Linked DNA regions of Mus musculus: region 1 is linked to region 2. A link is a contact called in public Hi-C data. All regions are on one chromosome and are shown on one strand. The core of a region is the stretch at or near the end of the contact, and the rest is flanking DNA. Distances in the headings are between cores, read along the strand shown. Region 1 overlaps Dtnbp1 (dystrobrevin binding protein 1). Region 2 overlaps Jarid2 (jumonji, AT rich interactive domain 2).

What was found. A called contact is a pair of places that touch in the nucleus more often than the background predicts.
Region 1: a Hi-C map of rod photoreceptor shows a contact between it and region 2, with 2.6 times the contacts expected there. The contact joins two enhancer-like sites. A contact is called at or near these places in 10 of 484 Hi-C or Micro-C datasets (bone marrow-derived macrophages, cerebral cortex, colon epithelium and 6 more), 1 of 115 datasets of contacts at active chromatin or transcription factors (the HPC-7 cell line) and 2 of 9 other capture datasets (adipose tissue and embryonic stem cells).

The regions. Positions count from the first base shown.
Region 1 is chr13:44,967,578-44,970,920 of GRCm38.p6, reverse strand. Dtnbp1 (dystrobrevin binding protein 1) reads left to right here. Exons shown (of 10, transcript NM_025772.4): 6 at 743-875. Among named protein-coding and RNA genes, the nearest start is that of Dtnbp1, 33 kb to the left of the region's middle. Within about 2 kb of position 1,995, at least 10 of the 459 cell types and tissues checked have an H3K27ac peak or open chromatin away from gene starts, as enhancers often do. A contact at or near this core is called in rod photoreceptor, where this site is marked.
Region 2 is chr13:44,890,809-44,894,083 of GRCm38.p6, reverse strand. All of the region lies in intron 5 of Jarid2 (jumonji, AT rich interactive domain 2), which reads right to left. Among named protein-coding and RNA genes, the nearest start is that of Dtnbp1, 110 kb to the left of the region's middle. Within about 2 kb of position 1,508, at least 7 of the 459 cell types and tissues checked have an H3K27ac peak or open chromatin away from gene starts, as enhancers often do. A contact at or near this core is called in rod photoreceptor, where this site is marked.

The sequences.
Region 1 (3,343 bases), core at 746-3,245, 76 kb before region 2:
ATCTGTGATGTATCAGAGGGCAAACATGCTAAAACGACTTGGAGTTATAAATACTAAATTACAGTGGCATGATCTGTGCTAGGTATATCTGCTATCTTGTCATTATATAATATAAAAACTTGTTCATTCACTGGGTATAGTAGCACACACCTTTAAAACTCAGGAGGCAGAGGTAGGCCTCGTCTACATAGTAAGTTCCAGGATAGATAGAGCAATTCAGTGAGATGCTGTTTCAAACAAACAAACAGACTGGTTTGTTGTGGTATATGGCGGTATTGGAGTTAACATCAGATTAATCAGGATATTCCATTCATCATTCTAGTAATAAAGTATGTAAGGTACTTTGAACATGTATGTCTTGAAAGTGTTTGAAATATACTTCTTAATTAAAGTGTGCTTTAATGTTGGCCAGTGTGTTTACTTTTGCCTAAATAAAGTTTAATAAGTAACAAAATACAAAGCAATCACAATAGTTTAAAGTTTTTTTTAAGGGGGGGGGTGTTTATTTTATTTTTAATCATGTTTGTGTGTGGTATGTGTACATGTTAGTTAGTGTAGGTGCCCCTGTGGAGCACAGAAGGGGACATTGGAGTCACAGACAGTTGCAAGCCACCTAATGTGGATTCTGGGTCCTCTGAAAGAACTGCATGTGCTCTTAACTGCAACAACAATTTAAAAACTTGTCTTCTTGGCCAGTGATTTGGACTTGACAGTTATTTCTCGTTTTTGTGTTTACTTTCAGCTCATTTAGAGACAAGTTTTGAAGAGGTAGAGAACCATTTGCTGCACCTGGAGGACTTGTGTGGGCAGTGTGAGTTAGAAAGACACAAGCAGGCCCAGGCCCAACACCTGGAGAGCTACAAGAAAAGTAAGAGGTGAGTTTAAGACTTGGGCTGCAACATGGTAACCTCAAAGTGTTCCACATTGATTATGTGCTATTCTTTATTTAAAAAGTATTACATTTGTTTGTTTAGTTTGAGTGAGTGTGTGTGTGTGTTTGTGAGACAGAGAGAGAGAGAGAAAGAGAGAGAGAGACAGACAGACAGACAGAGAGAGAGTCAGTGCTAGGACAATTTGTGAGAGATGTTTCTCTGCTATCATAAAGCTCCTCTGGTTATCAGGCAAATGCTTTTACCCACCAAGCCCTCTTCCTTCCCATGCTATTCTTCATCTGCTTTGATTGGTAAAGATAGAGCTCCCAGCCTGTACTGTTCATTTACAGTGTTGCCGGCTAGTGCTGAGCTGTCAGAAGCCTGGGCAGCTTGGAGAGGGGTTCTGAGAAAGGGGTGTTTAGAGTGGCGAAAGAATGACTTGAAGTCAATCATGGGGTACAAGCTTCTAGTCTGGTGGCTCCCTAGACAGCTCTCTGTAGATAGCTCTTGGCTCTGTAGTCTGCTTGAGATAGCTCCTTGCTAGAGACAGTTTTCTTCTGTTAGAAAAAATTTAAACACTCTCTGGATAGCTCATGAGTTTTCTGACCAGAGTCAGAAAAACTGCTAGAAACAAGCTTGGATGTTTCCGAAATCCTGCTAGAAACAGTCTAACAGAGCTGCATTCACTCTCGAAGGAGCTCTCTCTGGGCAGCAGCTCTCAGAGACTACAGCCCAGGCTCTTATGGACGCATCAATTCAGTCTTTTACTCCAGGTTCACTAGCCCATGAATCAGCGTTTTATGACCTCAGCAGGTATCTGGCAAATGAACTCAGAGATCTGCTGCCTTTGTAAGCAAGCATCAGCAATAAATTTAGCTGGGTGAGATCCTGCCCTGCGATCACCACTCCCTAAATCTTTTTATCTCCTTCTTTCATATCTTTCTGACAAGCCGGCTCATAGAGCAGCTGCCTCTGTTCTTTTAGCCTGTCATATAACTCATATTCCATCCTTGTATTTTGCATAATTGAGAAATTACACATTCTTGAATGCATGCTTTCCCACAGCCTTAAGGGCTAGCTAGTCATAGCCTTTACCATTTTGCCAAGGACACTGGACACACCCTCACCTCCTGAACTTGTGCCGTCTCTGATTAACATGGAGTCATTCATCTCGGCAGAGAGGACATTCCCCTGAAGGAGGAACATAAAGTAAAATACACAAATAAGCCATATGCCTAGCAACTGTGAACACTTGTGAAGGTCCATGCCCTGCTGCAGGGGCGGGAAGTGTCACATTGTCCCTTGCTCATGCTTGTGCAGGACTCAGCTCAGGGTAAAGCATGAATGCTCCTGTCAGGAGGGAGAATGGGGCAGCGGGCAGAGCTCTTAGAGTTAATCCCGGCTGCCTTGCTCCAGTGGCAGGTGACTGAGCAGCTCTTTCTTTAGCTCTTATCCCTTTAGTAGGACACTCAGAGTGAAGGGAGCCTGAACCTGTCTCCTACTAAATGAAAATTAATCTCTTAGCCTCAATGCCACTGGTTTCTAGTGGGAATACACCAGTCTTAAGTACTGTAAGATTGGATGTTAAGAAAAGCATTTTGCATGGGGAGGTGATGGGTCATCATATTGTTGTTAAAGTTTTCTTGAATGTTGAGGGTGGCTTAAGTTCCCCATGTGTCTGTCTGGATGTGTCTCAAGTGTTGGTCAGCTCTAAGAATCACATGGGAGGGAGATTGGTATTGAGATTTTTTTTTTTTTTTTTGGTTTTTCGAGACAGGGTTTCTCTGTGTAGCCCTGGCTGTCCTGGAACTCACTCTGTAGTCCAGGCTGGCCTCGAACTCAGAAATCCGCCTGCCTCTGCCTCCTGAGTGCTGGGATTAAACGCCACCACGCCCGGCTGGTATTGAGATTCTTGAACTGTCCAGAGTTCATCACAGTGGTGTTGCTTACCGTCAGCTTCCCAGTTGGTGTGGATGTGCAAGCTTGAGGGACTGCTGAGCAGGGTGTGCAGCCTACACATGAAAAAGAGCTCCCGACAGCCACCTGTCATACCGGTCACCAAGGGTTGGGTACATGTGATTCCTCGTAGAAGTGGGTTTTACATATTTCATGTGGCCTTCCAAGGTTATCAGATTGTGTGTCGGGGGCAGCACTGAGAATCCTCTCACTCATCAGAAGGTCTTTGGCATGAGCAGGTAGCCATATGACCTAGGGGATTTAAGAAGTAGAGGGGCTAGTCTCCGACTTTACAGTTAGTAGTGGGTAAGTACTCTGTTGGGAAGAAGGTTCATTTGGTACAGCTAGTTTCAAAAAACATGGTAGAAAGCTTTGGGCCTTTGAAATTTTTACAGTTTGGATACTGGTTCTGTGACTTTAGAGAATGGTCTCTTTGTAATATGGGCTAGTAATGGTGTCTACAGCATTGTTTTATCATTGTGTTAGCAAAGTGCTTGAAATAGTGTGTGGTACCT
Region 2 (3,275 bases), core at 259-2,758:
TAATCTGGCATGAATTGGCTTATTTCACTGGCAGAGAAATCAATTACCAGTTGATGCATTATGATCCACAGATTTGTGCTCAGTATCCAACATTTTTACTGATTGTCAATTCATTTTGGATCTGCTTTCTGTGGACTAAGTCGTGTTCTGACATTCCATGGCACGTGATGTTTTCAAAATTGAAGTAATCTAATTTTGCTTCTAAGCCTTTTCTCATAATTTAATACTTTTGCACAGCATAAGACAGAGATTCACATCTCTCACATCTGGATTAACTGTGAGCAGCAACACCAAAGGTCTTTCCAGGACCAGCAATTATATATTCAAAACAGATTTAGATATGGAAACAAAGGTGTCTTATTGTTCCTCTGTTAGACAAGATGCTACAAGATGCAGGGGAAATGGAGCAGTAATAATGCCGAGTTTACTCTAGGTGTAATGAAGGAGCCACTGTCAGAGGCCATCAATCACAACCCCACATCTGCCACTTGTGTGATCCTGAGACAAATGAAAATATCATCTGTGAGGAGGAGTCACACTTCAAGGGGACCAATGGTCAAGATGGCACATTCGACTGTTCACTTATTTCCTAAAGCAAAGAACATGACTCCTAACACCCTCAACTTTGCTATCTTATTTACTTCCACTAAGATAGACTATTCACGGTGAATACTCCTGGTTCTTTTATTTTGGTTTTTCGAGACAGGGGTTCTCTGTGTATCCCTGGCTATCCTGGAGAACTCACTCTTTAACCCAAGCTGGTCTCGAATTCAGAAATCCTCCTGACTCTGCCTCCCAAGCGCTGAGATTAAAGGCGTGTGCCGCCACTACCTGGTTTATCCTTTTCATAGTAGTAGTCTAAGTCCTGGCGCTGATATTTATTACTGGGCATGTGATTTGGTTCTTGGATTTCTCATTTGTAGACTGAGGATAACATGATCCTGCAGACGAGTCCTCAGGAATCTTCATCACCATGCTCAAACAGCAATTGGCCTGAGCAAGATCTGTCACACAGAGTATGACAATTTGAGTTCATTAAACCTGTCACATTTACCATTTGCATGCCTCATGCTCCCTCCCCTCCCCACCCCACCCGACCCCCGCCTTCCATGGGGTGTGAATAAACCTCAACACAGTCACAATTTGTCCCAGATTCTACCTGATTTGCCACTACCGCAGCTTCTGGCTAGCTTGTCACCTGCCCAAGCCTGTGTCTGTGTGTCTGTGTGTCTGTGTGTTGGGGAGGAGGAGAGATATGCTTATCTCTTACTGATGTGACAATGTAAGGAGAGTTAGGGAACTGGTTTTGTTGTCTGAGGCCTAAAGCCTATACAACAAGTATCACACTACTACTTTGTAAATGAATCATGGTCAAAACCCAGTTCTAAGATGTGGACAGGCAGCAGTGTCCTCCTGACCTAGAAAAGGAAGGTCCTCCACTGCCTAAGCCTGAAAGGGAGCGGCACAGTCCTGTCATTTCAGTGGAATAGACTTGGACTTACTAATATAAATAGACTTACTAATCCCAGAAACCTGCTGGAAAGCAAATCCCTGGAACCAGAGCTGAAGCCGTGCAGAGGGTGGGGTTAGGGGCAGGTCAGTGCCATTAACACAGTTATGCCTGCTAACAAGTATTTTAATAAGATGTCCTAGGAAGGAGGAATGAAACTTTGATTTGCAAACAAAAGAGGCTTTTCAAATGAATCTTGCTGTAACCCTCCTGCTATTTTATAGCAGCAATACACCCAACACCAAACATAACCAAAAAGTCATGCCATGTGTTAAATGGGAAAAAAAGAGTGATTGGGAAAAGACGACAAAGCCAAGGACAAGGTATATTTTGTACTCGACAGCTCATTAATTTTAAGTGTCGTGGGAACCTGCCAGTTTTATCCCTCCAAGTAATTATCTTTTGTCTTAATTTGTAAGATTTTCAAGAAAGGGACAGAAGGGAAAGAGAGGGTAAAAAAAGAAAACTTCACTTTCTGTGAGCATGAGACAGAAAGGCATCAATGTATAGAAGGTCTCTACACAGTGTCCCCAATTAAAAGAAATAATTGGACTAGTTTCTTTAAGCATCCAGCATAGCAAGCCATATTAGGAAACTGTATTGTCCTGGAATACAAATAGCTTTACATTAATGAACAGAGACTGATATATTGATTTGTATACACTTACTCTGAAAGTTAAATGCTCTATAGACAAGTGGTTTCATACCACAACAAACAAAGTCTTTAAATCTTAAGGCTGATATTCTCATTGAAGGTCACTTCATTCTTGAAAGGGAAAGATTTCCATCAAATGAGTGAGGAGTGAAAGACACAGGCAAAAGAAGTTTTGTTAGCTACGTCCTCTCCTGCAAGGATGTTTGAAGAGGAAAACTGTATTTCCATGGGAAATTCACGTTTACAGTTCCCAGGGGTCCGACACGAATGGCGCTGTCCATGAGCTCTGTTCAAACACTGAGCTCTCAGCAGGGTAAGGCAACCTATCGAAGGTGTATCTAAAACCCTCACATACAAAGTCTCAGACACACCAACACGCCTATGCTGGATTCCCTCAAGGACAAACCAGCTGCCCCCATCATCTGCTTTCTAAAGCATGCTCAAGTGTTTTGCATCAAGTATATAGAGTGTCTTATGTTCTTCAGAGAAAGAAGCGATACAAATATAACAAGGATGATCTTTTTTGAATGTTTTACCCTGGAAAGATGCTGACAAAGCCAACAATCTGGACTCTCATCCTATCTCAGCAATTACTCCTAATACACAGGACAAATGACAGAGGCAAGTAGTTATTAGGTATGTAGTAAAAAAGCAGTCTCTGATATTTGTTGCTTCCTATTTGGAAACTACTCCGTGTCTCATGTGCAAGCTGATGAAGAAACCCTTCTGGGCTACTCCTGAAAACTGGGCCTGCTTGAAGAAAAACAGAAGGTAAGCGGGAAAGAATATACACAATGATCTTTCAGACTGAACAGATAAAACAGTCTAATTAACAGGAACATCATCCCTGACAAATACCATTCCTCTACGGGGAGGAGTGAAGAAGAGGAGTCACTGTAGGGGGAAAATAACAGGTGTACTATAGGAAGTAAAAGAGATCCACAAAGTTTCTAATACAAAGCCAGGCACTTAAAGGTAAGCTTCATGTTATTGCAAGGTGACCTGACTTGAGCAAGGCACTGGCTCCAGCAATTGGCTGGCTTGTTACTTTACTAATGCTGCACTTCCCGGGAGCCAATTCAACTTTGAGCTTCTATTATCAGAAAACAA